Regions from separate parts of the Mus musculus genome. Here all the other regions are linked to region 2. A link is a contact called in public Hi-C, HiChIP or PLAC-seq and promoter capture Hi-C data. All regions are on one chromosome and are shown on one strand. Each heading gives the region's core, a stretch centred on a gene start, on an enhancer-like site or on the middle of the called end of the contact. The rest is flanking DNA. Distances are from core to core; before and after follow the strand shown.

Region 1 (4,268 bases), core at 232-2,731, 400 kb before region 2:
CGGACTTTTAATGTGGTATAAAAGCAGCTTGGGAAAAAAATAAAATAAACTTGCTTCGGTGCTTGCTGGAGTCATGCTATAATGATGTCTAGTTGTCTTTTCTCTTTCATCTTCACTCCCTCCCTCAAGACCCTGTTGACTGACTAAGTGGGCTTGGTCACTGAAGTGGAAGCTTAAGGGTTCTTTGGAAAGTCAGTTGTGTCAGATGGTGTTTGGCTGGGGCAGACAGGTGAAGAAACATTTTGCTAAAGCAGATACAGATAGATATACTGAGCTTATCAAAGAACAGAATCAGCCACCTCTCTACTGTGAATGGATTTGGTTTGTTGTTTTGGGGGTTGTTGTTGTTGTTGTTTTTGAGACAGGGTTTCTCTGAGTAGCCCTGGATGTCCTGGAACTCAATCTGTTGACCAGGCTGGCCTCAAACTCAAATATGCCTGCTTCTGCTCCCAAATGCTATGATTAAAGGCATATTCCACCATCACAAAGCTAGTATGGGTGGTATCTTTCCAGGGGCTTTGGACATTGCCTTAAGTGGGGCTGCTTCACAGCTGCAAAACTGTTGGGATCAAAGCAGAGATAAAGCCCCTTCCACCTTCTCTTGCTGGATCCACAGCAGGTGGCGCTGTCCTCTGTGGAGCCTTGCCCTCTGAGCTTTTTACCTTCATCTTTTTTCTACTCTGATAGCAAGGTACCTTGAGCACAGGCTCTTACTTCGAATCTGCTTTGATGGGCTGCAAGGTGCAGCAGTCCAAGGCCAGGCAGCCATGGTTACCACTGGCAACGGCTCCTTCCAGGTGTTCCAACGTTGAGCTCCAATCCCATAAATTCTATGGAAAAAGCATGTAGGCTCCTGAGCCTGGTTTCCCTGGGATCAGTCTGGTTTCTTTTCTGTTCTCCCTTAAATGGGGCACGAGGGTGGTCCAAAAATATATTCCAGAAAGGGCTGGGAATATAGCTCAGGAGTATATGCAAAGGCCTGGGTTCATTCCCCCGATCCTTAAAACAAAACTGAAGCTTGCTGTAAGCATTCCCAACTCAAAGGAGCTGGTTTGCTTTCTGGCTATTTTTCCAATCTTCATTGTGTATAAATTCTAAATTCCTAGCCTCCAACAAGGCAGGTTTACAGCTGTTATTAGTACTGTGGCAGCCTCCTGCTCAGAGCACTTTCTGATAAAAGTAGAACTTTCTTTATTTCAAAAAATTTCAGAAAGACTTTGGTTCTCCCGGTTCTGAAGATTTCTCTGCCTGCCCTCCCACCCTCTGCCCAGAGCGCAGCCAGATGCTGTTAAAGAACTGCCTTCTCTCCTTTGAGGCCGTGCTAGCGGTTATTAATTCTAAGTGTGGGAATGCGGCCTCCAGCCTCCGATATGGCATTGTTTACGCTTCTTCTGTGACTTGGGTGTTTATCAGAACAGGCGATGAATGGCTTTCGCCCCCCCTTCCTGGGGGATCGCTGGTGGTTTTGTGCTATCTCAGTTCCCAAGCTGTTTAGCAGGCCCACACTGTTTCCTTTGTGCTGAGCCAGATCTCAGTGTTCCAGGGCACGGTTGCTTCCACCAACACAGATGCCTGCCAACCATTCTTGCTAGGCTAGGAAGTAAACCACTGATCGATCCTAGAGATTAGCAAACAAAACAAGGAGATGCAGGATCCCGGGGAGCTCTCCACTAGCTCCATCACAGGTACTAACTAGTTTTGCCCCAGTGGCCTTGCCCCTGTTCCCAGGTAGAATAACCAGGTCTATGGGGTGGGTAGACTTGTCTTGGCCAAAGTGGTTCGTGGCTTGACACTTGGAGCAGAGGGTGTGGTTTTAATTTGGCCTGGCTCACACTCACTAGCTGTTTCTTTCTGAGTGTCTTCATTTAAGACAGTGGTTCTCAAGTTGGTGAGTGCATCTGAGTCATGCAGAGAATCTGTTAAAACACCTGAGTTTCTTTTTTTTTTTTTTAAAGATTTACTTATTTATTATATGTAAGTACACTGTAGCTGTCTTCAGACACTCCAGAAGAGAGAGTCAGATCTTGTTATGGATGGTTGTGAGCTACCACGTGGTTGCTGGGATTTGAACTCCTGACCTTCGGAAGAGCAGTCGGGTGCTCTTACCCACTGAGCCATCTCACCAGCCCCCCATACCTGAGTTTCTGATGGAGTAGAATTGGAATGAAGCCCCCACAACAGCTTTTTCCAAATTCTTAGATGATGCAGACTTTGCCAGTTTGAAAAAAATCACTTTAAACACCACTGGCCAGGCTGAGAGTCAGGAGAGTGCCTAGTGAAGCACTTCGTCTACAAGCACCAGTTCAGATCCCCTGCACCCACATAAAAAACTGGATGTAGGTATCATCCCAACACTAGGATGGGGAGAAAGAGGAGCCTGGGGCTTGATGACCAGATAGTCTAACAGAATCAGTGAACTCTGCATTCATTGAAAGACCCTATCTCCAAAAATGTGAGGTGGGACTGCCAAGTTGGCTCAGGGGTTAAATGTACCTGCTAGCCACCCAACTCACCAACTCTTACACGTTGTTTTTTGACCTCCACATGTGTGTCATGGCGTGCAGGTACCCTTCCCCCCATACATACACACATACACACACAAAATAAATTCATGTAATAATTTAAAAAAAAAAAAGGTAAGGTGGAGAGCAACTGAGGAAGTTGCCCTGACATTGGCTTCTGAATGCTTGTGCTATAGGTGTGCACACACCTGCACACACTCACTGTACACACACAAAAACGTGTGCATCTGCACAGCACACATACAGCCCTGGGTTAAGATATCCCTGGTGGTACATGTCTGTGATGCTGGTAGTTAGGAGACAGAAGCAGGAGCACCTGCGAAACTCAAGGGGAGCGTGAGCTACACATCCAGTCCCAGGCCAGCTAGGGCTACTACACAGCTAGAAAAGAAAAGAAGAGAAAAGGAGAGGAGAGAAGAGGAGAGGAGAGGAAGAGGAAGAGGAAGAGGAAGAGGAAGAGGAAGAGGAAGAGGAAGAGGAAGAGGAAGAGGAAAGAAAAGAAAAGAAAAGAAAAGAAAAGAAAAGAGGAAGGACAAAAATATGCATACATCAGGGGCTGGTGAGATGGCTCAGCAGGTAAGAGCACTGACTGCTCTTCTGAAGGTCCTGAGTTCAAATCCCAGCAACCACATGGTGGCACACAACCATCTGTAACAAGATTTGGCACCCTCTTCTGGAGTGTCTGAAGACAGCTACAGTACCTTTACATATAATAAATTTTAAAAAAATATTTATTAGGGGCTGGAGAGATGGCTCAGCGGTTAAGAGCACTGACTGCTCTTCTGAAGGTCCTGAGTTCAAATCCCAGCAACCACATGGTGGTTTACAACCACCTGTAACAGGATATGATGCACTCTTCTAGTGTGTGTCTGAAAACAGCTACAGTGTATTTATATATAATAAATAAATCTTTAAAAAGTATTTATTAAAACATTAAGCATACATCAAAACAAACAAACCCTACCGGTTATGATATGATTCCAGGTTGGTGGTTAGGAGTGGCCATCTCAGTCGAACCGTTCACGTTGCAAGCTGCTGGGGCACAGGAGCACAGATGCCGCACTGTTGGGAGCACGAGGAAAGCACAAAACTGTACAAAGCTACCTAACCTAGCTCCTACCAGGAAATATTCACGGCGCTATTTATATTTTACTTACCTTTACTTTCATTGCAACAGAAAGACCTAACTGTGCTTGGACAGCGAGGAGGAGCACACCAATGTGCAGCCCAGCGCAGAGGCTGTCCTCTCTGATCCTATGGGAGCCCCTTCCCATTGTCCTCATTGGTCATTTCTCCATGCTGTATCACCCAAGCTGTCCTGCAACTCATGGGCTCAAGTCATCCCGCTGCCTCAGCTTTCCCAGTAGCTGGGGCCACAGGCATGCGCTACCATGCTCCGCCTGCGCACGTTACTTTTAAGAGTACAAATACGTCTCGGAATTTCACGGTAACACTGACGCCTGAAGGGAGACCCCATTTTACTTTCTCTGGCCTTGCTTGCTGTTGCCATGGCAATTCTCCCTATATGCTCTAGCTGAGTATCTGGTTGTCGCCTGTCCATGCCACCCTCCCAGCCTTGCAGGACCCATCTCTGGAGGTTCTGCAGCCAGGCTCAACGATGCTGCTGATGTCTGGACACGGAGTTGGAGTTAGAAGAACTGCTAGAAAGCAAATCCCTGATGCATGCATGTCCTGTGTAGAAAGAGGAAGCCTAAGGGTGCAGAGAGATGTGTTTTGTTCTCATTG
Region 2 (3,862 bases), core at 252-2,751:
GGCTTCCAGCTCAGTCCGCACCTCCACTCACCCACACCTACTTTCTGTCAGCTTCCTTCCCATCCTGCACCTCTGCCATTCTTCACTCTATCCCTGCCCACCTGATTCTAGCCACTGTCCTGGGAGCCAAGGAATGAACCCAGACGGTCACCTCTAGGCTAAAGTCGGGATGCTGGCCCCTTCACCAACGGAAAACACAGGATCTGCTTCTGTTTCTCAGGCTTCCACAGAGCCACCCACACCTAAAGGAAAACTTGAAGCTTACACACCTGAAGCAACTTATACAGAGCCTTTAATTACTGCCCAAAGTCTTGGCTGAAGGCCTGAGAGGCTTAGGTGTCCACAGAGGGACTATACAGCCAGCAGGTGCACCTATTCTGAATGGTTGCGTCTCTCTGACTCCAAGAGACTATTCTGGGGACGGAGTTAAATTGGTCTGCATCTGTTCTGATTTTGAGGCTCTCTAATCCTCCATCAGTAAATGGATGCAGTCATTTCACAACCATTCATATCTTTAAAGAAAAATCCCTAAGCAGAGGTGCTAGGACATTTCATTTAACTGGCAAAGGACTTATGTCTGGATAGCAGAAACAGAGGCCCAGGCAGCAGGCTCTAAGCCTGGTTTCCCTGTATCTTACACAGGAGACCTTGGGCAACCGCACTTTTTAGTTCTGGGAGTTGTTCTTCTCACCCTCCTTTTCCTCTCCTGGCCGGCCGCATGCATGCTTGGCTAACAACACTCTACCACACAGCTACATCCTCAGCCCTAGGCGCAGTTTCTTCATCAGTATAATTCAGTGGCAACTAGCTCTTGCTTTGCCGAGTTCCTTCGGTTCAGAGGCTTGATTCTGGGCGTCTCCCTACTGCCTTAAGGGATTTACAAAACACTGAACACAGCTGGTAACAGAACGCCTGCCTCAGGCCCTGTTGGGCGCCTCGCTCCTCATACAGGAAGAAGTTCTTACTCCCATCTGTAGCAGAGCCCAGGTAGACCAGGTCAGAGCCTGGGTAGCAGGGACCAAAATGCCTGGTGAACACAGCGGTGAGACCCACGTGCACTGGCCCTTTAACACCTCACTCCGCGCCTGGGGTTCTGGAGGCAGGAAGGGACGCGAGGGCACCCGGACGCGGCCAGAGGCCCAGAGCTGCACCCTACGCTCCTTCCAAGCCCCAGTTCTGGGCCGGCCGCACTGCTGCCTCCCCAGCACTTTCTCCTCGCCCCTGAGCCGGCCGCAGAGGCCGAGATCGCCGCAGGGGCCGCAGCTTGGAGCCCAGACCCTGATGCCCCGGGAGGGCAACGGAAGCAGCGGTCAGGGGCGTGCGCACGAAGGGCCTCGCTGCATCCGGGCTCTCCATGCTGCCGGCTACCCGCGATCGGTGACAGGTACCCGGCCGCACACACCCAGCCCCCGCCCTCCGCTCACCTGCTCCGCCGCGGCGCGGGGTAGAGTTTACGCCGCGGGCGGAGCGCCTCTCCTGGGCTAGCGCCGGCCCCGCCCACTGCCCCGGTTCGCCAGCGCCTCAGACACGCCCCCGGTGGGGGACACGCCCACTTCCTGGCTCCGCCCCTGTCCCGTCCCTTGGGCGGTGCCAGGTTCCCCTGTGCACTTGCGCCTTCATCGTCGGTTTACAGGAAAACACTGGGTGCAGAAGGTGCAGGCCTTCGCTGTGTCTTGCCCTGGAGACCGCAGCATCATACTGACATTGAAATCTGAAGTTGGCTAGTGCCTTTTCTTAGGGGCCTGGCAGCGCCACTGGGACAAGGGGTGGGTATTTGCTTTGTGATTTCAGGAGCCTCTGCTGCCCCTCCCTCCTCCGGTTTCATGCACTTTAAAATGGAGTCTAAAGTAAGCTAACATCGGGAGCCTTCTCCTGATTGATTTTTTCCAGAGTGCTTCCGCGACATACATGGGGAGCTCTGGGTAAATATGAACTGGGATAAAATTGCAACGAGATCTAGGAATCAGCCTCGGGGTGAGGGCAGGGAGGGGTTGTGATCGCAGGATCGGTCTGTGGAGTGAGTTGAAATTGTCAACAATTTGCCACAGTTGTCATTATCTCATGTAGCTTTATTTCTCCTTTAATTACTGTGAAATTCGTATAACATAAAATTGTCATTGTAGGGCTGGGGATGTAGTTCAACTAAGTGCCTGCCTAGCATGCAGGAAACCCTGAGTTTAATACTCAATTCTGGTGTATGCATGGCTGAGTAATCCTGTCACTAGAAGTCCAAGGTCATTCCTAGTTACATAGCAAGTTCGAGGCCAGCCTGGGACACATTAGACCTTGTCTTTAAAAGAAAAAAATACGGCTGGGCAGTGTGTACACCTTTAATCCCAGCACCGGAAAGGCAGAGACAGGCACATCTCTGAGTTCAAGGCCAGCCTGGTTTACAGAGTGAGTTCCAGGACAGCCAGGCTATATAGAGACCATGTCTTCACCACCACCATCACTGCAAAAAAGTAATCATTTTAATTTAAGGTATTTAGTGACTTCAATGTGTGCCAATCTGGCTTGTGTGATTGTAAAACAGCCCATTGCTTAAAAAATAAAAGGCAGTTGTATAATTGAAAGGTTTCCTGTCCCTCTCCCTGACCCTGTTAGACACCAACCTACTTCTGAGTCTGTGGACTTAGCTCAACATCTTGAATTTTTTCCTTAACACAATTGAGAAAGTGGGTTCTACCTGGCAGATAGCATAGACGCATGAACGGAGGTCCGAAATCTCCCTCTTCTGCTTGTCTGTTGCAGTTCCTTACCCTTGCTGGGCCTCGGTTTCCTCATCTGTGAAAGGATAGTGTGAGGGCCTTCAGAGGAACATGGCACATTACAGAGAAATGAGGGGGCAGGGGGCAGCGTGGATCCTGAACAGACAGTAAGTGTTTCCTTCCTCTGCCTCCCTTCTCGGCTTGAGGTGGTGTGGGTTTCATTTTGTTCTGTTTGACATTGAAATGATAGCCCATAGTACTCCTCATGTCCACTGTCCCTCCCCCTGTAGGGGCACCATCCTTCTCTACTACAGATGACTCTTATCATGTGGAAGTTGTGGACAGAAGTTCTGGACCTGGGCATGCTCACCACACTTGAAAAAGCCCAATTGTGCTGTAATGGAGGCTTCTCTATTGAACAGGACTTACAACTAACACAGACAGGCCACTGTCTCAGTCCATTCAGGCTGCTATAATAAACCACCAGAGGCAGGCAACTTATAACAATAGAAATGTGTTTTTCCGCTGTTCTGGAGGCTGGGTAGCCCAAGATCAAGACCTTAGCAGGCTTACTGTCTGGAGAGGACTTGCGTCCTAGTTTATAGGTAGTCTTATATAGTATCCTTCTATGATGACTACGTGGCAGACAGCGCAGAATCAGTAGACCTAGGTCTGAAATCTCCCTCTTGTTGATCTCATCCATGAGGCCTGTGTTCCTGTGGGCTGATCACTGCCCCAAGGCTCCACCTCTTAACCTATAACCATGGGGGTTTGTATTTTAGCACAGCAACTTTGAAGGGACAAAAAAGCATTAAGACTTCAGCATATGCAGAACATAAGTAATAAAACAGTTCCCAAAGACTGAGCAGTTATCTGCTACTGCAGTGTAGCCTCGCCTAGTCTGATCTGGGTATTTAGCATCTTAGGTTCTGGGCAACACTTTCTTTGTTGGACTTTTATAAAATTTTTAGTTACATATTTATATTTTGGGTGGCAGTTATTTTAAAAATTAGGTATTTTTTAATGTTTAGACTTCGTAAAATACAAAAAGAAATAAGTAGAAGAAAATCATGTGTTCATCTTTTTTTTTCTAATACCCCTTTGGGTAATTTTATTTTTCTTTTAAGAATGCTATATGGGTCTCATAATGTTGC
Region 3 (4,271 bases), core at 95-2,594, 500 kb after region 2:
TATGTATGAGTTTCTGTGGTGTTGGATTTGTGTTATATATTTTAATTTCATTTTTAATAATTGTGCCTGTGGGGATGTGTGCCCTCAGAGGTCAGAAGAGGAAGTCAGGTCTTCTAGAGTTGGACTCACAGGGGAGCTGTTTTTCTTCTAGTCACTGTTCTGTTGCTGCGAAGAGACACCATGGCCAAGGTTGCGGAAATCTCTGAGCTACAGATACAGAGTGAGTCCCTATGTCAAAGAAGGGGAAGGGGAGGGGAGGATGAGGGTCAGAAAGATGGCTTAGACCAGTGGTTCTCACCCTTCCTAATGCTGCAACCCTTTGACACAGTTCCTCATGTTGTGGCAACCCCCAACCATAAAAGTATTTTTGTTGCTACTTCACAACTGTAATTTTGGTACTGTTACAAATCATAAATGCCTGATATGCAGCCCCTATAAAAGGGTCATTTGACCCTCGGGCTTAGAGTTTAGAAGCCCTTGTTATTTTTGCAGGGAGCCCAAATTTACTTCCACATATACTCAGACACATATATACATAATGTGTGTGTGTGTGGCTCCTCCTTGAGAAGCCCAAGCCCATCCCTGCCTTGGGGCTTAAACACACACACACACACACACACAGAGGGGATCATGAGTTAAGTCTGACTTACACTGAGTGGTAAGCCTGCCAGGGCTATATGCTGTATGTTACAGCAAGACTGACTCAGAAAAAAAAAAAAAAAAGAAAAAAAAAAAAAAGCACCATAGCAGTTTGAGCTTTCTGAATGGAAAGGCCTCATGCTTTAAGAGCTGAGCTGCATCCCACTGCAGCTGACATAATATTACAAGACCAACCCCAAAACCTGACACTTGCCACACATCAGGGGACATACTCTGTGCTCCTGTTGACCTGTGAGCTCATGGTCTAGGAAATGAGAGCTATCTCTGAAGGTCTTTCCTGGCAGGTTGAAGGTGTGTGTAAAATGCCTTGGCAGGCAGTGCAATAAAAATGGTAGTTACCATGGGATGGGAAGTTGCCTCATTTGGCCTTTATCCCCCACCCCCATCAGTAGACCGTTGAGGTACAGCAGTCCCAGAACCTTGCTGCAGGATGTGGACAAGCGAACCCTTTCTCCATTTGGACATTGCACCAATAAGCTGGCCAGAGGAACTGGTGCCCCCTGCCTGCTGTCTGTTACCATGGTCTCCTCCAATTCCAACAAGAAAGGTAGGTGCCTCCCTCATCATAAGGCGTGCCACCTCACTAGCAGGAAGTAGAGTGGACTTTGGCACTGGGCAAGCAGGAAGGTGTGATCTGCTAAAGAGTCCAGCGTGGCACAGGTGGCAGTGCGAGTGCAGTCTGCCCTGGTGCCTGAGCTGTGTGGAAGATGTGGGTAGGCACAGAGCCACAGACTCAGGCTCACAGGCTCATGCCTCATCCTGGCACGTGCAACCAGGTGTTGTCCTTGGGGACAGGAGTGTCATCAGCCTGCCCACATCAGCTTGGGAGCCGCTTCTTGCATCAGGGACTCTATTGCATTCAATAACAACTTACTAAAACTAGGCTCTTTAACATATTAACTCAGAGGGAGTTAGTTGGCTGTGTCAAGATGAACCTGGTGTCTGACCCTTCCTGCCCGCCAGCTGCCAGAAACCCATTGAGCTGGACAGTAAACACAAACTTTTTTTTTTTTCAAGACAGGGTTTCTCTGTGTAGCCCTGGCTGTCCTGGAACTCACTCTGTGGACCAGGCTGGCCTGGAATTCAGAAATCCGCCTGCCTCTGCCTTGCGAGTGCTGGAATTAAAGGCATGAATGGGAACTATGGGAACTTTGCATTTTCTCTGAGAAGCAAATGGCCACAGAAGTAGCTGCTGATGCTCTGGTAAAGAGTGCAAGGGCTGTGTGGTCCAAATCAGTAATGGAAATGACAGACAAGACTTCCCCATGAAGCAAGGCTTCTTGACTCAGAGAGTACCTGCTGTTGAGTAAGGGGCATGCTTGCTGTGGACCAAGGAGAACTGGAGAGGGGGGGCAAGTCTGTCTGTGAATGTCAGTCTGAAGTTCTCAACTTCCTGGAGAGAATGTATGTGCCACGTTTTCACTATTCATTCATCTGTCCGTGGACAACTTGGTTGATTCCGGTTCTGCAGTGAATAAAGCCACAACAAACGTGGACATGCAAAATCTCTGCGGCTAGTGTATGGACGTCTCTCATGGTTTTACTTTGCATCTCCCTGACGGCTCGAGTCATTGAACACTTGGAGATTGTTCTTGGGCATTTGTGTTTTTTGAAAAACTATCGAGTTCATTTGCCCATTTGTTGGTTGGCAGTTTTATTTCCTTGGTGTTGGATTTCTGCAATTCTTGCTGGGCGTGATGATGACTTTAATCCCAGCTCCCAGGAAGCAGAGGGGAGAGTCCAAGGCCAGCCTGATTTACATCGTTTCAGGCCAGCTAAGGCCAATGTTCTGTAGGTCTTTATTAGATCCAAGAGTTTTCTAGTTGACTCAACAGAATCTTTTTTTTTTCCTCTTACAATTTCTTTCTTTTATTTCTTTTTTTTATTACGTATTTTCCTCAATTACATTTCCAATGCTATCCCAAAAGTCCCCCATACCCTCTCCCCCACTCCCCTACCCACCCATTCCCACTTTTTGGCCCTGGTGTTCCCCTGTACTGGGGCATATAAAGTTTGCCTGTCCAATGGGCCTCTCTTTCCAGTGATGGCCGACTAGGCCATCTTTTGATACATATGTAGCTAGAGTCAAGAGCTCCGGGTTAATGGTTAGTTCATAATGTTGTTGCACCTACAGGGTTGCAGATCTCTTTAGCTCCTTGGATACTTTCTCTAGCTCCTCCATTGGGAGCCCTGTGATCCATCCAGTAGCTGACTGTGATCATCCACTTAGTGTTTGCCAGGCCCCGGAACAGAATCTTTAAATAAGTGAAGAACCATGTAGTCTGTAAATAAGGATGGTATGACTTCTTCCCTTCCTTCTTTTATCCTTTTGTCTTGTCTTTATCAACTTGGTATATCTAGATTCAAGCACTAACCAGGAGTGGTTGCCGGGGGAAAGAAGCAGGCAAAACTCTATGAGTTCAAGGCAGCCTGGTCTAAATAGAGAATTCCAGTACATCTTGCGATACATAGGGAAATCCTGTCTCAAAAAAGCCAAGGGGGAGGGGTTGTGGCTCTGAGGAGATGGCTCAGTGCAATGGAGTTGCTCTTGCTGAGGACCTGACTGGCTCAGGTACCCACGTGATGGTTTATAACCTCTGTAATCTCATTCCAGGGCATCCAGCACCCTCTTTGGGCACCAGGCATGCACATGGTGCACTTACATGCAGGCAAACCACATGAATACATGAAATAAAAATAAATATTTAGAGAAAAAGATTCAAGCGCTGTATAAAATAAGAGAGGGAGAGTAGACATCTTTGTCTCGTTCCTGGCTCTAAAGGAAATGCTCTGTTTGTCTCCACTTGATGTTGGCTGTAGGTTGTTGATATAGCCTTTATTGTCTTGAGATATGTCCTGTCCCTAAAGGCTCCAAAACTCTGGGGGCTGGAGAGATGGCTCAGCAGTTAAGAGCACTGGCTACTCTTCCAGAGGTCCAGAACCACGTGGTGGCTCACAAATGTCTGTAATGGGATTTAATTTTCTCTTCTGTGTACCTGAAAACAATGTGTACACACACACACACACACACACACACACACACACACAAAATAAAATATAATATATATATATATATTATATATATATATATATATATATATATATATATATATATATAATAAAATAAACCTTAAAAAAAAGACTTCAGAACTTCCATCATGTTGAACTTTGTTAAATGCCTTTTCAACATCAATTGATATGATTATGTGGTTTCTGTCCTTAAGTGTACTTATATGGTATGTTACACTTAATGATTTGCATAGATTAAATCAACCTTGCCATTCTGAGATGAAATCCTCTCTGCCATAATGTATAATCCTCTTAATGTGCTCCTAAATTCAGTTAGCAGGTATTTTGTTAAGAATTTTTCTATGTTTATCAAACAAATTAGCCTATAGTTTTCTTTTTTCTTTTTCTTTTTCTTTTTCTTTTTTTTTTTTTTTTTTTTTGAGACAGGGTTTCTCTGTGTAACCCTGGCTCCTGGCTGTCCTGGAACTTACTCTATTGACCAGGCTGGCCTGGAACTCAGAAATCTGCCTGCTTCTGCCTCCCAAGTGCTAGGACTAAAGGCATGCCCAGCAGTTTTGTTTTTTCTTCTTTTGTTCTTGTTT
Region 4 (4,246 bases), core at 1,511-4,010, 450 kb before region 2:
GTGTACTAGGAAAGACAGACCCCAATAGGCAGGGAAGATCTACATTCTGACCTCCAGATTACATTCTAGAAGAAGGTATTCATAATCGCAATATAAGATGCAGGAATGAAAGCTACAATAGAGATATATACACTGTGAAATCCTAAGAATAAACTGAGATTAAAAAAGAGCAGGGGCTGTGGAAGTGCACAGCCACCCGTTGGCAGAGGCAGGCAGATCTACTCAAGCCTGGTCTACAGAGTGAGTTCCAGGACAGTCTAGGCTGTCTTGAAAAATAATGTGGTAGTTAGAGGCAGGATTTGAAATGTGAGGATTTTAAAACGTTAAGCTGACATGCCTCAAAAGATGAGCACCCAACATTAAACACCTTTTCAAGAATATTATGAGCCCAGGGCTTGTCTTATTCTGTGTGGCTAAAGAAGAAAATCTGTGCAATAAGGCTGGATTAGAATAGACATGCTACGGAGACCTTTAAGCTAACCTAGAGAAGGAACACTTCATTCTTGGATTTATAAAGTTAGGATCTTAGCCTGGCGTGGTGGCGCACGCTTTTAATCCCAGCACTCGGGAGGAAGAGGCAGGCAGGCGGATCTCTCAGTTCGAGGACAGCCTGAGTTCCAGGACAGCCAGGGCTATACAGAGAAACCCTGTCTCAAAAAAAAAAAAAAAAAAAAAAAAAGCCAAAAATAAAATAAAATAATAAAAAAAATAAAGTTAGGATCTATGCTTTATTTGTTAAGTGGAGATCTGTGCTCCAACTTTAAATGTTTACAAATAATTAGGTTGCCTTACAAACTGGTAACATTTTACTACTAAATTACTATGTGGTTCCCACCTGTAATCCCGGTTATTCCCTGGGCTGAGGCAAGGACAGAGAAAAATTCAAGGATCCCCTGGCTACAAAGTGATAAGTGTCTCTCAAGAGTAAAGAGCAGGTCCTCTCAGAAGCAGGTTCTGCGCCTAACATGTGCGAGGCCATCCTCAGAACCACTAAAACTACAAACTAAATCACGGAATGTAGTCTCCCCATAGCACAAACATCACCGCTTGAAATAGGTAAATTCACCCAACAACGTCTGTCTTCTGGGAGGCTGACAGTTAAAGACAGTTCTTAAAGCCCACAGATTCTTTAGTATATCAAAAACCAAATTATATTTTCTTCTAAAGAATCCACGCTCTTTAAAAAATGTCTCCAACTGTCTATTAAAAAAAAAAGCACCCAAACTCAGCGACTTGGTTAGATCTCAGTGGCGGGGCTCGAGCTTAATAAGCTCGAGGTGGTAGCTTCGATCACTGGCATCAAAAATAAACAAAAATAACAACGCTCACTTTCCTATAACAACACACCTCTAAGAATGGCTGCCGTTTGCTTTAGGAACCGAAAAATCACAAGATCCCATGCTGGGGACACAACTCAAGTGGTGGAGCGCTTGCCTGACATGTGTGAGGACCTGGATGTGATTCTTCACGGTACCAAAAAGAAAGGTTCCACAAAGTCAACAAAAACCACCTGTCTCAAAAGGACCATGTGTGTACCTATCAATTCAAAAAGCAGAGTCGACTCTCCAAAAAGTCAACCAAAGGCAAAAGTCATGGGCCTTACAGCTCGCAGATGAGCTCCGGACACGGTTCTCTTAGATGTCCTGGACCAGATCCACTCAGCCCTGTGGCCCGCTTCGCGAGTGAAACTTTTTCCCCCGCCCAGGACTCACCCGAGCCAAGCACAGGACCATGTGGAGCTCACGCCAACGCCGGAGAGACTCGGAGCGCCCGCGGCTGTCCGCGGGGAACGCCCCACAAAGGTCTCCATCGCTCCGCTACACCCTGACGGCCCGGGGTCTCGAGTCAGACTCGTCCCGGGGGGCGGAGATCCCGCCCGCGGGCGCGGGAGACGAGCCCGGAGGCTCGACTCTGCGGCCATGTGCCGGCACCCGCCGCCAGGGTTATGTAACTAACGCCCGAGCGCTGGAACGAGCCGCACCGGTCGCGGCTCGCGGACGCCGCTTCCCCGCGAGGCGGTGCGCCCGGCCTAGGCCCCGGGCCTCGCCGCCCCGGCCGCCCCGCCCTCGGCGCGCGGGCCTGCGGTTCCCCACCCTACCTGAGCCCGCGGGCCAGGCCGCCAAGGGCCCCGGCGTCGCTGCTTCCGTGCGGTCCGTCACAGCATCTCCCGGGAGACACGGCCCGGCGCGCGCCCCGGGCCCGCGGAAGCCGCTTCTCGCTCAGTCTCTCGCCGGTCCCCTCAGGCCCCGGGTGCTCCTTCGCCCAATCCCGGCTTCGAACTCGTCCCACCGCCCGCGCCGCGTCCTCCCCGCTGGCGACTCGACTTACTGGGCTGGCACCGCTCGGGCCGCGCTCTGCGCATTACCCCGGGCGCACTGCCCGAACCCCACACACACAGCCTCTCCGCCCAGGGAAGGATCGTGGCCAGGGCGGGGATCCGATCGCAGATCGCGCTGCGGGGCTCGGACTTCTCGCGAGGGTTCCGGCCTCTGGCGCCGACTCCGCGGGAATTTTCAAACTTTCCCTACTAGGCCTTTCGCAAAGGGAGAAAACCGAGACGACGCCGGGAAGAAAGATTCATTTACGTACAGCAGGGTCTCTCCGCCTCCTAGGAGCAGATAGGCGAAAGACTACAAGTCCCATAGGGCTTTGTGCGCTGGGCGTAGTGTAGGGCGTGTCCGGCTTTGCGGAGCAAGGGCCGGCCTAATCTAGTGGCGGTTCCTGCTGGCAGCCAAGCGATAATCTTTCCGTCTATGACTGCTGCTCTTGCCTCCGTTTTTTCCGTTCTGTGCTCCAACTCTTCAAGGAAACGCACACACACACACAAAACCCAGACTTACTGAGAAACTCTTACTCTCATTTTTTTTTTTTTCTCAAAAAGCAGAGAGTTCAGGTCGCCTAGCCTAATCTTTTGTCATATATCTGACGCTGGGTAATTCTGCTGGCAGAGCTTCGTGCTTGGCATGCACGAAGCTGTAGGTTCCATTATGCCAAACCTATGTTTTCTTTTCGATTTGTTAGTATTGAGAGACGAGGAGTTGGGCAGACCCTTAGTAGACAAACAGGGACATGAGCCATGGCGAATTTCCAAGATGGCCAGCTTTTTTTAACCTCCTGATTTGAGACAAAAACCTGGCAAGCTTTTATCATCTACCTGCAGGTCACCTGCTGATGGACTGGTTCAATAAGTTCAAAGCCTGATTAGAACACGTTACACAACTGTAGTGGACCGATCAACCATCCATCCTTTCTGCCTTCAAACTGACCAACACTAAAGTAGGTCAGGGAGGTTTTAGAGGTTTTACAACCCCCAGGCCTCAAGAAGAGACTGGATTTTTCAGCTTCTCAAATCCCCTCTCTGTTTTGTAGAAGGTCTTTTTCTCTGTGTGTTTACTGCCTGCAATAAACGCCTTTTTAACTGCTAATTCTGCTACTGCTTGTTGTGCTTTGCCTTTTAACTCTTCTAGTCTTAACAGTTCTTTTTTTTTTTTTTTCCTTTCAGTTTGTTCTAGACATGGTTTCTCTGTGTAACAGCCCTGGCTATCTTGGAACTCTCTTAGTAGATGGGGCTGGCCTCAAACTCACAGAGATCTTCTTGCCTCTGTCTCCTGAGCCGTGGGATTAAAGACCTGAACCACCCTTTCATTCTTTTAACTATCAGTGAAAACAGATCCAATCAAGATCCCTAGACTGTATCATTTCTAGACTGTATCATTTCTAGACTGTATCATTTCTAGACTATCATTTGGAGCTCATCTTTGGGCTTTCTTCTGTAGACTATCAGTATCTCTCTTTGAAGCTAGACCCAGCACCAAAGAATTTTCAAACAAATGAAATAGAATGTGTCTTTATTACTGAGTTGTAAGAGCACAGGCAGAATCAGGAGGATCTCTGTGCGTTCAAGATCAGCCTGGTCTCCATAGTCGTTCCAAGGCTACATAGAGAAACCCTATCTCAAACAAACAAACAAACAAACAAACAAACAAACAAACAGAAGGGGGAAGAGAGAAGGAGAAGACATTAGTAGACTGCTTTAATCAGGAAAGCCTGTCTCTACTACTCTCTCTCTCTGCACAATTTTTGAGATAAAGCTGCCTCTTAGAAATAAACTGTTTATCTTTGTGACTTTTTCTTTATTCACTGCAAGATGTAAAAGTGTGCTAGTTTGCGCAAGGTATTATTCTAAATTGTGAGAGGAAGAAGTTAGACAAGATTTTGCAGTAAGTGTTGTGTGGTCTGGTTCTGT
Region 5 (4,013 bases), core at 337-2,836, 430 kb before region 2:
TCTTCTGACCTGACTCATGCACTGAGACTTATAGTAGGGTCACTTGATGATCAAGAAAGCTGGGTATTTCAAAGCCATTCTTAAAATCACAGAGTGTGTTTGATTCAAGGTGTTGTCTTTAAAATCGCCATTAAAAACTTAACACACATACCATTCCTGTAATTAGGCATAACACTTCTTACATGAAAAGCCACCTCCAGCTGCATCAGCCTATCATGCTCTATTTATTCGTGTGATAACCATGTATTATTACCTACTATTTCATCAGCACTTAGAACTTAAATAAGTCTTTTAAGTATACGAATGTAATTGTTTTACCTCCGGAAAAAGCATGTCCTAAAGTCCTAATCTGCACTACTGCTGTGCGGTATAGTGTCGGCTCCACAATAGGAGGGCCATTGCTGCTGAGCCACTTAGGTTCAAGTGAGTTGCTTCAACAGTCACCTTCAAGTTCTGTTCTGTCTTTATAGACTGATTTCCAGAGATCCTTCTAGAATGCCTGCTACTCGTCCTACTAAATCTACTTAATGCCCGTTGTTATGCCTACTTATAGCCCTTTGGCTTCAGACAGATCTGCTTGCTTTTTGTCATCCCCCTCCTTCAGGTGGGTGAAAGGTGTATCCTGGGGTCTTCATGAGTGCTGTCCCTGGGCTCAGCATTCTGCCCAACTGCTCCACTCGGCCGAGCCTGGGTAGGACCTTTAGATACCCCAGCTTGCCTGGTGATGGGAAGTTGACTAGATTAATAAAGGTTCCTTTTAACTGTCCCCCTCAAGGGAAAAGGTCTTCTCAAGAAGTGAGAAATCAGTTGTGTGGTAATGGCGCAACACTGTTAGTCCCAGCACTCAGGAGGTGGAGGCAGGTGGCTCTCTGAGCTCAAGGCTACCCTGGTCTACAGTGTGGGTATTAGGACAGCCAAGGCTACATGCAGAAACCCTGTCTCAGAAAAAAAATAAAAACAAACAAACAAAAGTGAGAATCAAAGGCTGCAGAGATGCTCAGTAGTTAAGTGTTGAGCATATAATCCAGAGAACAGGGGTTCAATTCCAAGAATCCACATGGTGGCTTAGAACGATCTATAACTCCATTTGCAGGGGATGCTGCAACCTCTCTCTTCTACGGGCACCGCACACAGGTAGGGCTGACCTATACACATAGACAAAACACCCAAAGACATAAAAATAATATTTTTTTAAAGTGAGAAGCAAGCTGGCTTGATGGAGTATGCCTGTAATCCCAGCACTTGAGAGGCTTGAGGCAAGAGCATTGTGAATCTCAGGACACTATCAGAAATCTGAACCTTTCTTCAGGGAAACCCACGCATGACCCTACCCTGGTTGTCTCAGGGAGTTGTCAAGGTGGGGCAAGAAGCCCCAGAGCCCTGTCCAAAATGGTGATGGTGTTACAGGCGTGGCCTTTCATAATGGGCAGGAAGCTGATGACCAACAGCACTTAAGTCAGGCTCCTGCCGCCAGCTAGGCTCGTGCACAGAGTGAAAATGGGTGTGTGGCTTCAGCTTCGTGCCCCATCATCACTGAGACTTGGTAGTGCAGTGACAGGAAGATGACTCATGAGACTGAAATTAGCATCTAGTTAATAACAACACCCTCAAGTAACTCAGACCAGAAATCTGGTAATCACCCTACACTTCTGCTCTGCCTCACACCTCACAGCTGATTTGTCCCTTGTAGCATGAAATAGTAAAAAAAAAAAAAAAAAAAGGCAATGCATGCTATGCTGGCAAGGCACAGGCTGTCCTGTTCTCATCTCGTGGAGACTCTCTGACACTGAGTTCCAAAATCTTTCCACCCAGCTCACTAAGTTCCCATTGGTGGGTTCCTACCACACAAGCCTCACACTTCTAAATTCTCACAGCCTTTACCCCCCCCCCCCCCCAGGCAGGGTTTCTCTGTGTAGCCCTGGCTGTCCTGGAAATCACTCTGTAGACCAGGCTGGCCTTGAACTCAGAAATTCTCCTGCCTCTGCTTCCCAAGTGCAGGATTAAAGGCGTGCGCCACCACTGCCCGGCTCCCACAGCCTTTTGGGGAGCACGTCTTACAAACCCACACTTTGCTGTCATACCTTTCACAATAGATGGTGCCCAACATGGCAGGCAAGAATCCACTAGAAATGTAGGATTCTTAGCCTGAGAGTTAGAGATTTAGTTCTGAGAGAGGGGGGGGGGGGGGAAGAGGGGAAGCAGGAGAAAGATATTTGCTTTTGAATGGGGAGTTGATGGAGGCCAAAATGTAGGTAGAGACCCCGGATCCTTTGGGATCCACTACCAGGGGATTTAGTTTAGAATGGCTCACACATAAGGATGCTAGTTGTGCCCAGGGATTGTGTTGCCTTTTGATTCTAAACTAAGATTGTGTGGTGTTTCCTTCACGCAGCAGTTCCAGAGAAAGGTATGGTGGTGGGGCACCCCAGCCAGTGACTGGAATTTGGAAGCATGGGGCTGACGTGGCAGTGACCGCCATAGGAATTTAGTGAGCTGGGTGAAGAGATTTTGGAGCTCTGGGTCAGAGAATCTGCCAAGATGAGGCCAAGCCAGCCAGGCATTGGCTTGCCCACCAATGCTCACTGCTGGTATAATGCGGATGGCTTTTTAAATATTTCACGCAACAGTGCCCCAGTCCTGAAGACTGCTCAGATGGTCATCAAGAAGATTATTGAAGAAAATTTTCCAAGGTTCAGAGTGCCAAAAGCAATAGGGTCAGATAATGGCCCTGCCTTTGTTGCCCAGGTAAGTCAGGGGGTGGCCAAGTATTTAGAGGTCGAATGGAAATTGCATTGTGTGTCCAGACCTCAAAGCTCAGCACAGGTAGAAAGGATGAATAGAACCCTAAAAGAGACCTTGACAAAATTAACCATGGAGACCGGTGCAGACTGGGTGGTGCTCCTCCCCCTCACCCTACTTAGAACCAGAAACACTCCTCTCGATTCAGTCTTACTCCCTTTGAGATCCTTTATGGGGTTCCTGCGCCCCTCACTGCCTTAAATAATGTGGTTGAGCCCACATATTGTAGTAATAATGATCTGTATGCTAGGTTAAAAGGCTTGCGGGTGGTGCAGAAAGAAGTCTGGTCACAACTGGCTCCAGCTTATGAGCTGGGTACTCAAAAGACATCCCATCAGTTCCAGGTCAGAGATCTGGTCTACTTGCACCTGCATCATGCGCAGACCCTTGAGCCTCGCTGGAAGGGTCCCTACCTAGTCCTGCTTACTACCCCTTATCCTGCTTCTGCTCTTAACCTTTGGCCCATGCGCCCTTAATCACTTACAAGCTTTTATTCGAGAACTCATAAGAACAGTACAAGTTTTGATGCTTAGGCAACAATATCAACAGCTGCAACAAAGTGAGACATCATTTCAAGATTGAAATGCACCAGAGAAAAGGGGAGGGGGTATATAGAATCCAAAATAAATTCAAGACCACCCAGCCCCTTCCCCCTCTGAAGGGACTTTCCAAACTATACTAGCAGGCCAAGTGCAGAGCCAGATAAAGAAGCTGGTCAACTAAACAATGCTGAGAAAAAAAAACATAAGGGCAGGCAGAGTGAGAGACTAGGCCAAAGGTAGTCACCCTATGCAAACCAACCAATGCCTGAAAGGGTTACTTGCTACGCCAATTAGAATAAGTCAGCTAGACGTGTTGCCTAAATCTGCCCCTTACAAGGCATAAAAAATATGTTCTTTGTTTGTTCAGGGTCTCTCCTCTTGCCTGCATGCTGGGGGGGTGGGGGGCAGGGGGTGAGGGCACAACGTGTTGGATCAATAATTAAAGCCTCTTGCAGTTTGCAGCGATCTTGGTCTCTGTGGTCTTTGTGAGTGAGGGTCTTTTGGCAAATTTCAGCATGGAGTCCGAGGAGGTGCAGGAGTGCAGCGCCCGTGCCTGGAGCCCCAAGTTAACGGCCCTGAAGCTGGCCATGCTGAACTCCTTTGGCTCCTGGTCCAAGGGCAGGGTCCCTGGTCTGCCACCTTGGCGATCCAAGGATGGCGATCCAAGGATGG
Region 6 (4,167 bases), core at 563-3,062, 350 kb after region 2:
ACAATACTCTCGGGACAGAAATGAGAGATGGGGTCCATAGACAGCCTTCAACTCCATAGGTCATCTGAGTCCCCAAACACAGTGTGACAGTCTTCTAAATCAGCCGATCCACTATCCATCTGACATCCTGAGAATGTAAGAAGCTAGGAAATACAATCTGGATCCAGCACTGCATTTCCAATCTCTATGAACCTGGCTCCCTTTAAGTCTTTAACTGTCTGACCTGTCCTCCCCTTGACCACGAGGCCATAGGCCTCTCTGGCTCTTTCCCTGGGAAGCCCAGCCCCACTTCCAGGCAGGCTCTCAAGGGCTTAGAATAGGCAGCTGCTGTCTCAGCAGATGGCCAGGCTAATTTTAGCCATGCGCTGTTACTCACCCAGGGACCAGGCTGGGCTTTCTAGATTTGAATAAGCCAGCGTGCTACTTTGGGTTACAACCAGTAACCAAAGTTTTGAATTGTGATTTCTATGATTCTAGCATTTGTTGGGAATTTCAGAAACCTAATTTTAAAGGGTTTTGTTTCTCCGAGTGGTTTGATGGGCAGGTGACCATTGGTGCTGCCTTCTTGGTGTCCCCAATGTCCCAGGGATACCTATTGCTCTTTATGTTCCTGGATAAAATGAGAATGGAGCCAGCCACCTTGGCTTCTTGAACCATCCACCGAGCAGCTTCTGGGTGATGAGCTGCATCTTGAAGCTCCAGAGGACTGCTTTTCCAGAAGACATTGGAGCTCTCATAGGTGGTGCTTCATGGCACTTAAGGAGTTGGCGAGTCTGGAAGTTGAGACTCTAGAGAAGTTGTGTTTCTCCAAGTATTTTTTTTTTCTTATTACCCCTGTCTTAGCACCCTGACATCAGCAACTTAAGGAGAGTGTGTTTGCGGGAGGGTGAGTCAAACTTAGTTCCCCTACAGAAGCAACCTGAACCATCTCTGCAACCCCAGGAAGGGTTAGGGTACAGTCTGTTGAGGCAGCAGGAACTATAAGCAGCTGGTCACATTGCATCTCCAATCAAGAACAATGAATAGCTGTGCTCAGCTCAGCACTGTATACAGTTGAGGATCCTAACCCAGGGAACAGTGCCACCCATAACAGTAGCAAAATTACATTTATGACCACAAGAAGACCCACATAGTCAACTAACCTGGGACCGTGAAGGCTAGTGCACCCTGGGCCACCAACCAGTGAACCTGCAGAAGCTGGACCTAGACCCCCTACACAGTTGTAGCAAATGTGCAGCTTGATCTTCATGTGGGTCCCCTAACAAGTGGAGCAGGGGCTGTCTGGGTCTCTGTTCCCTGCCATTGGGTCCCCTTATTGACCTGGACTGCCCGGTTGGGCCTCAGTGGGAGAGGATGTGCCTAGTCCTGCTGAGACTAGATGCCCTAGAATGTGGTGGGACCCAAGGGGAGGAGGGATTTGTATGGGTGGGACTGGGAAGAGAGGAGAGAGAGGGGGACTGTGATCATATACATACATATATACATATGTGATGTATAGTGAGTAAAGAAAACTTACAGTTATGAAATAGCAACAAAGATACTTTCTGTGGTTGGAGAGTCACTGCAACATGTGGAACTGTATTTTAGAGTCACGGCATTAGAAAGGTTAAGAACCAATCTTCTAGACCTATCGAATCACATTGACAAATGAGATTAACCATCCTACCCCACTGAAGTGTAACTTTTCTTAGGGAGATGTAAACAAATGGCCATTTGTCCCAGGCTGCACTAACAAGGTACCAATGAAACAACTCCACCCAAGCCTAGCTTAGTGAGCCTGTGAGGGTTTCTGGGTCATTACAGTAGCATAAGAGGTTACAAAGGGGTCAAGACAGCTGCATTACCAAAAGCCCACTCTCAGCATGGATGACAACCCATGCAAGCTGCATCCCGGAAGCTCCACCCAGCCTGCGGGCTGTGGGTCCTCACAGGAAAGGCTTCTTAGCACTAAATTGCTGCTTATAACCTTGGGGGGGTGGGCCTTGTGAATCAGACCGACTTCAGGAATTTCCTAGGTGTTAAAGGTTTCCTTCATTTCCTGATTCTTATGGGCCTCTATGAAGGACTATTTCAGTTCAAAGGAAGTAGCTATATAGCACACCCCTCCACAATATAAGAAGACAAAGTTTAATGGGACCAGACCAACCCTTCCAGTAAAGAAATAGCCCCATCTTGACTCAACCTGCTATTGGCTTTTCTTTACATTGGACATGAAGAGAAATTCAGGACGAGAAGGGACAGTCAGGTAAGACCAGAGTGCTTAGGCTTCCTGAATAGAGTTTAGAGAACCAACCTGTTAGTTGAGCTACTTTCTGGCTACTATCAGAAAGCCCAACACCTGCCTTAAGGGCACACATAGGATCCCCCTGTCAAGAAGACTATTACAGAACCTGTTAGTGAGGTTTCTGGGTTCCTCCCATCATGGCTGCAAGGCTCCCAGCATCTCCATCCAGCAAGCGACCCACGAATCCACACACACCTCTCTTCTCCTTGGCCAAGGTTGGGACCACATGCTGTGTTCCATTTACAGAAAGTACATTTGCAACCTGATTAGAGGAGGTAACTGTCTCAGCAAAAACCAAGAAGTGGGGAGTGGCCATGCTCTGGGGAGAAGGCAGTTGAGGAATGCAAACTCTTCCCACGGGGATTCTCGGTGCTCATCCACATCCCCAGGATCCATGATCTCAAGGACTTAACAGCTGCAGGCCGTTGCTAAGCCTCCCTTAGCTGCTCCACTCTTTGCGACTTTGTGAAGAAAGCTGTAAACCAGCACAGAAATAGAAGCTGTTGCTCAGAATAGTTTAAACAGCAGCTCTTGGTGCTAATTGCAGGCCTGGCCGGCCCTCCATGACTGCAGAGGTCATATTGGGCACTTGGGACAGCTAAGCTCCTGCCTCCCGCTTGCTCTCTTGTGTTTCCTCTGTGATTCTGTGTCTTTGCCCTGTGCTGGGCCTCTGCTCCACCCCTCATGACTCCCTACCCACTCACAGTGAGAGCTGTGCGTCTCATCTGTGCCCCCAAAGGCCATGTATAGAAGGCTTGGCCTCCAGCCTACGGTGCACTTTGAGATGGCATTCCCTCTAAGGGTCAGAAAAGCTCTGTGGAAGTTTGAATGACAATGGCCCCATAGGCTCATAGCTTTGAATATTTGGTTCCCTGGAAGTGGAACTGTTTGACAGATTAGGATATGTGGCTTTGTTGGGAGGAAGTATGTCACTGGGGGTGGGCTTTGAGGTTTCAGGAAGTCCACTCCAAGGCCAGAGTCTCTCATCCTGCTGCCTGCAGATCTGAATGTAGAAATCTCGGCTATTTCTCCAGCACCATGCACACACACCACCATTCTCCCTGCCATGATAAGAAAGGACTAAACCTCTAAAGTGGAGCAGCCCAAGTTAAATGCTGTCCTTTATAAGAGTTGTCATGGTCATGGTGTCTCGTCACAGCAACAGCATGCAGAAAGACAAGCCTAGATGAGAGAATTTGGGCTGAGTGAGCCATGGAGAGGCAAGCCGATAGACTCCATCACCCTGGTTCTGCTTCGGTTCCTGCCTTCAGGCTCCTGCCTTGCATTCGTGCTTTGGCTTCCCTCAAGCTGAAATAAACCTTTTCCTCCTGGTTGCTTTTTGTCAATGTTTTGACAAAGCAATAGAAATCAAACTAGGGCTGTGCTTTGCCATTTCTTTACAGCAGCGAGGCAAGCGGTGAAAGAGTTGCTGCCACGGTGGTGCTTAGCCTTCCGGAGAGCCAAATCAAACTTTTCTTCTTCTCTAGTTGCCTGTCTCAGGCATTATGTTATAGTATCAAACTGTTTAATCCTTGCCCGTGTGGTTGGAAGTGCAGGGACCCTGTGTGTCTGGGGACGTGAACAGGAGCCAGACTGCAGGGACATGCATGATGCTTTTCCACTCGAGAAGCCATGGGCAGCCTGCTGGACTGCTCTGTGCTTCATAGTCTTCATCTGTAAAATGGGAATGGCAAATGGCGCCTGCTTCACGGAGCAGCTCTGAATACTTAACAGGTGGAGCTTATCTTGGCAGGTCTGCTGTTGTCATATTTAATAGATGTGAATACTTAGATGACTTCTGTGACCACAGTGACAAGGGTCCACGGCCTTGGGAAAGTCCTGGCCAGCAGCCCTGAGCTGTTCTCAGCCTCTATCCCAGACAT
Region 7 (3,968 bases), core at 1,438-3,937, 410 kb after region 2:
TTCCAGCGCGGTTACGTGGCATTCACGATGGCCTGTTTACTGGTCAGATAGATGCAGTGGACACTCTTAATGCTACTTACAGAGTAACTTTCGATAGGACAGGCCTTGGGACTCACACCATTCCTGACTATGAAGTTCTTGTGAGTAATATTTTACTAAACTTAACTAAGATGTCTTATAGTATATTTGTAGTTTATGCTTTTTAATTATTTTACAATTTTCTTTAAATTGTCTTTTATGAGAGAAGATTTCAATTCAAAGAAGAGATCCTTAGGATTTCCCAACCCTGTAAACTAGATCCCTGTAAACTCAGATCCCGGAGAGGAGCTGTCCTTAAGTCTCATTTCCAAAGCTAGGGTCCCTCCCTTCCTGTGCTTCAGCTGTGCAGTGCTGGAGCGAACAGAAGGATTGTTTCTGATGAAATCATCTGGACCCTACACATTTTCATCCTAGCCATCTGGTTAGTTATAGTCAGCCCTCAATTTAAAATAGGAAGTAACCTCTTGGACTTCAGTATTTTTCTCCTGTTTTATTCTCAAATTTATGTAGAATCAGTACTTTCACTTTTTAAAATTACTTTTGGGGGTGCGGGGGGTTTTAAGACAAAGTTTCTCTGTGTAGCCCTGGCTGTCCTGGAACTCACTTTGTAGACCAGGCTGGCCTCAGACTCAGAGATCTGCCTGCCTCTGCCTCCCAAGTGCTGGCATCAGAGGTGTGCACCACCATGTTCGTGCGTGTGCATGTGTGTGTGTGTGCGTGTGCACCCTAGATATGCTCACGCACATGAAGATCACAACACCTGTTTGGAGGTCAGAGTACAAGTGGTCAGTTCTCTTCTACCAAGTGACGCCTCAGAGCTGACCTCAGGTCTTCAGGTGTGGTGCGGGTGCCTGTGCCCACTGGGCAGCCCAACACCTTCACTGTTTGCATGATAAAATTGCCACAGTAGTCATTAACTTATTCAAAGCTCTAAAGCTGGGTTTTGGTTTTGTTTGTTTATGAATCACATGAAGGCTAGAGTCTAAGTCTTTTAATGTTCTAATACACATTAACCTGCTGAGTTGCCCATCAGTCTTGATTCTGTAATGTGGAAATTATGTGTGCATTCATGAATGTGCATGTACATGGTCACGCTCGCATTTGTAAGTGTACCTTGATTTGGATTGAATCCAGGGTTAGTGATCGCTAAACCACTGAGTTACCGCCCCAGTCTTACACTCTCTATAAATAAATAAATAAATAAATAAATAAATAAATAAATAAATAAATAGCTGCTGGAGATACAGCTCAATGAGTGCTTGCCTCGAATGTGAAAGACCCTATAGACTTCTAAATAAATAGAGAAAATTAAGACTATAACTGCAATCTGGACTGCTATATTTTAAGTTGATGTATAATGCTTATAAATTCTCTTAAGTTTTATGGATTATTCTCTTCTTTCAAAGAGTAATGAGCCTCATGAGACAATGCCAATCTCTGCCTTTGGACAAAAACAGCGGCCTTCTCGGTTTTTTATGACCCCCCCACGGTTACATTATACCCCTCCTCTCCAGTCACCAATTACAGTAAGTAATATAGACACGCCTTCAGGAATGTATACACACTGTGTGCTCATGTAGCACACATTACAGCTACTTCAGGACTTGAGCTACCAATATTATGTTGAACTGATTGACAGATATTAAAATAAGCAAATAATTTCTCCAATTCTGAAAATAGTTTCTTCATTACTGGTTTTTAATGTAATTTTATTAAACATAACGTTCCCTTTAAAGACACAGTCAGTGATTAGATGATTCCTTCTGACTCTCAGGATGGCGATCCTTTACTGGGGCAGTCACCTTGGAGAAGTAAAGTTTCTGGCTCTGACACGGAGACGTTAGGAGGCTTTCCAGTGGAATTCCTTATCCAGGTGGTAAGTTGCTCCAAATGCTTTGTTGTTGGGAAACTGAATGTCTTCACTGTTCTTAAGGTTGGAGTCTTTCTGTGGGTCAAACATTTTTACATATTATTCTTTCAACCACTATGTGGGTTTTCAGGACTCTGCTATTTCCAACAAATTTGTTTTTGTTTTTGTATGTGTGTGTTTCTCTGTATAGCTCTGGCTGTCCTGGAACTCACTCTGTAGACCAGGCTGGCCTCGAACTCAGAAATCCACCTGCCTCCACCTCCCACATGCGCCACCACTGCCCAGCAGTTCCAACAAATTCTTAAAACAAAGTTATAATACCCCAAAATAATTTGAGTTGTCTCTCCCCTGCCCTTTTTTAGATAAGAAATTACTGTTTACTTACTAAGTACTTAGGGATTAGACACTAAGAAATCTAAGTCTAAATTAAAGTATAGAAGCATATTTAACAGTCTTTCTGAATAGTCTGACTTAGAAATGTAATGAATTATTTTGTTTGTTTGTTTGTTTGTTTGTTTTTCTGGAGATAGGGTCTCACTATGTAGCTCTAGCTGCCTGGAACTTAACTATGTAGGCCAAGCTGTCCTGGAATTTACAGAGATCTGCCTGCCTCTGCCTCTGTGTGCTGGGATTAAAGATTTGTGCCACTATGCTTGGTTTGAGCGATTGGTTTTAGATCAAAGAAGCAAGACTGGGAAGCTGAGCAGGGTGCTTAGAGTTCACAGCCAGCCTAAGCTGGTAGCTAGACTCTTGACTCTGACAGAAAAGGAAATGAGAGATTCCACAGTTCTATTAGATCATAGTATAGGAGGCTGGAGAGATGAGTCAGTCAGTGGTTAAGAGTACTAACTGCTCTTCCAGAGGACCAGGATCCAATTCCCAGCACCCACATGTGGCCAGTCCATAACTCCAAGATCTACCACCCTCTCACAGACATGCATGCAGGCAAATCACAATGCACATAAAATAAAAACAAATTATTTTTAAAAACCATAGTCTAGTATTGTTTTGAGGGTTCTTTCCCTATTTTGAAAATAATATAATAGAAATAATATTTTAGAAAATAATATTAATAATATATATTATAATAATTATTTTAGAAAAAAATTTTTGAGCTGAGCAGTGCTAGAACATGCCTTTAATCCTGGTACTCTGGAGGCAGAGGCAGGTAGATCTCTGAGTTCAAGGCCAGCCTGGCCTATAGAGAGCTCTAGGACAGCCAGAGCTATATAGAGAAATGTCTTGAAAAAAACAAACAAAAAAATACACACATACACATCGTTTGTTGAGATTATAATACAATTAAATTATCTCCTTCCTTTTTCTCTATTCAAGCCCTTTCATATATCCCCTCTTGCTCTCTCTCAAATTTGTAGCCTCTTTTTAAAAAATTGCTGGTGTGTGTGTTCCTGAACATATGAATACAACAACCTACTCATAGGTATAATGTTACTTATATGTTTGTGATTTTCTAGGAATGATCATTTAGTGTTGGACAACCATCAATTGATATATTTAGTACCCAGTTAATATAAAATTCTGTACCAAATATATATATGACCTCATTGAGTTCTCCCACTCAGCACTCCTTAGTTACCTGTAGTCCTTTGTTCCACATTAGCGTGTCTGCTGGTATTTTCCTTGTTTGAGTCTAGTTTGGGCAGCCTTACTGTTGAGACTCGATGTGTAAGGTTTCCCTGGCATTTCTAGGCTACACAGTCTAGCAGCAAACTTTCTGCTCCTCCATCTCTACAGTCTCCCTCTTTTGCAGTGATCTTGATCAGTAGGTACAAGAGTTGTGTTGTTGATGTATCAACTGGGACTGAACTTCACAACTGTGCATTCTAGTCAGTTGTGGTTTTCTGTGAGAAGTGAGAACTATATTCACTGTGGGTATAAGGATAAATATTTAAAACATGGTTAGGGATTAAGCTGGTTTAGTAAAGTGGTGATTGTAGGTTCCCCTTCAAGACCCATGACTTCACTAGTCCTAAAATACAGTCTTTATTTTATTTTTTGGTTTCTTGAGACAGGGTTTCTGTGTGTAGCCCTGGCTGTC

Evidence for each region. Promoter capture Hi-C pulls out the DNA fragments that hold promoters and counts their contacts. Hi-C and Micro-C count contacts between places; a contact is called where the count stands out from the background. HiChIP or PLAC-seq counts read pairs in DNA pulled down with a chosen protein or histone mark.
Region 1: a contact with region 2 is called in a Hi-C map of the G1E-ER4 cell line, with 4 times the contacts expected there. The contact joins the enhancer-like site here to the promoter of Psen2 in region 2. A contact is called at or near these places in 20 of 39 promoter capture datasets (the 3T3-L1 cell line, 3T3-L1-derived adipocytes, the C10 cell line and 12 more), 1 of 15 datasets of contacts at CTCF or cohesin (embryonic stem cells), 2 of 484 Hi-C or Micro-C datasets (both in the G1E-ER4 cell line), 17 of 115 datasets of contacts at active chromatin or transcription factors (astrocytes, craniofacial prominence, embryonic basal ganglia and 8 more) and 4 of 9 other capture datasets (adipose tissue, embryonic stem cells, liver and 1 more).
Region 3: a contact with region 2 is called in a FOXA1 HiChIP or PLAC-seq map of pancreatic cancer cells. The contact joins the enhancer-like site here to the promoter of Psen2 in region 2. A contact is called at or near these places in 22 of 39 promoter capture datasets (the 3T3-L1 cell line, 3T3-L1-derived adipocytes, the C10 cell line and 12 more), 4 of 15 datasets of contacts at CTCF or cohesin (embryonic stem cells, large pre-B cells and pro-B cells), 59 of 484 Hi-C or Micro-C datasets (the AtT-20 cell line, B cells, the Ba/F3 cell line and 35 more), 28 of 115 datasets of contacts at active chromatin or transcription factors (the HPC-7 cell line, the SCID.adh cell line, T-cell acute lymphoblastic leukemia and 15 more) and 3 of 9 other capture datasets (embryonic stem cells, liver and macrophages).
Region 4: a promoter capture Hi-C map of pre-B cells shows a contact between it and region 2, with 3 times the contacts expected there. The contact joins the promoter of Ahctf1 here to the promoter of Psen2 in region 2. A contact is called at or near these places in 15 of 39 promoter capture datasets (the 3T3-L1 cell line, the HPC-7 cell line, cranial neural crest and 8 more), 1 of 15 datasets of contacts at CTCF or cohesin (the NIH/3T3 cell line), 1 of 484 Hi-C or Micro-C datasets (muscle stem cells), 11 of 115 datasets of contacts at active chromatin or transcription factors (the 230-238 cell line, the SCID.adh cell line, astrocytes and 6 more) and 2 of 9 other capture datasets (embryonic stem cells and pancreatic islet).
Region 5: a contact with region 2 is called in an HNF4G HiChIP or PLAC-seq map of pancreatic cancer cells. The contact joins the enhancer-like site here to the promoter of Psen2 in region 2. A contact is called at or near these places in 4 of 39 promoter capture datasets (the 3T3-L1 cell line, hippocampal neurons, liver and 1 more), 3 of 115 datasets of contacts at active chromatin or transcription factors (embryonic forebrain, fetal liver and pancreatic cancer cells) and 1 of 9 other capture datasets (embryonic stem cells).
Region 6: an H3K4me3 HiChIP or PLAC-seq map of bone marrow-derived macrophages shows a contact between it and region 2, with 3 times the contacts expected there. The contact joins the enhancer-like site here to the promoter of Psen2 in region 2. A contact is called at or near these places in 7 of 39 promoter capture datasets (the C10 cell line, HPC-7-derived erythroid cells, cranial neural crest and 3 more), 1 of 15 datasets of contacts at CTCF or cohesin (large pre-B cells), 4 of 115 datasets of contacts at active chromatin or transcription factors (bone marrow-derived macrophages, embryonic forebrain, fetal liver and 1 more) and 3 of 9 other capture datasets (adipose tissue, embryonic stem cells and liver).
Region 7: a contact with region 2 is called in an H3K4me3 HiChIP or PLAC-seq map of bone marrow-derived macrophages, with 2.3 times the contacts expected there. The contact joins the enhancer-like site here to the promoter of Psen2 in region 2. A contact is called at or near these places in 10 of 39 promoter capture datasets (the C10 cell line, the HPC-7 cell line, cranial neural crest and 5 more), 1 of 15 datasets of contacts at CTCF or cohesin (pro-B cells), 3 of 115 datasets of contacts at active chromatin or transcription factors (astrocytes, bone marrow-derived macrophages and large pre-B cells) and 1 of 9 other capture datasets (adipose tissue).

Annotation. Positions count from the first base shown.
Region 1 is chr1:179,852,995-179,857,262 of GRCm38.p6, forward strand. No RefSeq gene overlaps it. Among named protein-coding and RNA genes, the nearest start is that of Gm31668, 23 kb to the right of the region's middle. Within about 2 kb of position 1,482, at least 59 of the 459 cell types and tissues checked have an H3K27ac peak or open chromatin away from gene starts, as enhancers often do. A contact at or near this core is called in the G1E-ER4 cell line, the HPC-7 cell line, adipose tissue and 2 more, where this site is marked.
Region 2 is chr1:180,254,799-180,258,660 of GRCm38.p6, forward strand. It overlaps Psen2 (presenilin 2), which reads right to left and starts at 1,502. Exons shown (of 11, transcript NM_001128605.1): 1 at 1,425-1,502. It overlaps Gm31728 (predicted gene, 31728), which reads left to right and starts at 1,607. Exons shown (of 3, transcript NR_168339.1): 1 at 1,607-1,766; 2 at 2,752-2,875.
Region 3 is chr1:180,756,722-180,760,992 of GRCm38.p6, forward strand. No RefSeq gene overlaps it. Among named protein-coding and RNA genes, the nearest start is that of Gm38293, 9.8 kb to the right of the region's middle. Within about 2 kb of position 1,345, at least 29 of the 459 cell types and tissues checked have an H3K27ac peak or open chromatin away from gene starts, as enhancers often do. A contact at or near this core is called in the AtT-20 cell line, liver, olfactory sensory neurons and 1 more, where this site is marked.
Region 4 is chr1:179,801,255-179,805,500 of GRCm38.p6, forward strand. It overlaps Ahctf1 (AT hook containing transcription factor 1), which reads right to left and starts at 2,761. Exons shown (of 36, transcript NM_026375.2): 1 at 2,099-2,761.
Region 5 is chr1:179,827,570-179,831,582 of GRCm38.p6, forward strand. No RefSeq gene overlaps it. Among named protein-coding and RNA genes, the nearest start is that of Ahctf1, 26 kb to the left of the region's middle. Within about 2 kb of position 1,587, at least 41 of the 459 cell types and tissues checked have an H3K27ac peak or open chromatin away from gene starts, as enhancers often do. A contact at or near this core is called in pancreatic cancer cells, where this site is marked.
Region 6 is chr1:180,604,434-180,608,600 of GRCm38.p6, forward strand. No RefSeq gene overlaps it. Among named protein-coding and RNA genes, the nearest start is that of Mir6904, 19 kb to the left of the region's middle. Within about 2 kb of position 1,813, at least 24 of the 459 cell types and tissues checked have an H3K27ac peak or open chromatin away from gene starts, as enhancers often do. A contact at or near this core is called in bone marrow-derived macrophages and embryonic stem cells, where this site is marked.
Region 7 is chr1:180,667,319-180,671,286 of GRCm38.p6, forward strand. Lin9 (lin-9 homolog (C. elegans)) reads left to right here. Exons shown (of 15, transcript NM_001103182.2): 8 at 7-140; 9 at 1,446-1,565; 10 at 1,814-1,915. Among named protein-coding and RNA genes, the nearest start is that of Mixl1, 28 kb to the right of the region's middle. Within about 2 kb of position 2,688, at least 2 of the 459 cell types and tissues checked have an H3K27ac peak or open chromatin away from gene starts, as enhancers often do. A contact at or near this core is called in bone marrow-derived macrophages, where this site is marked.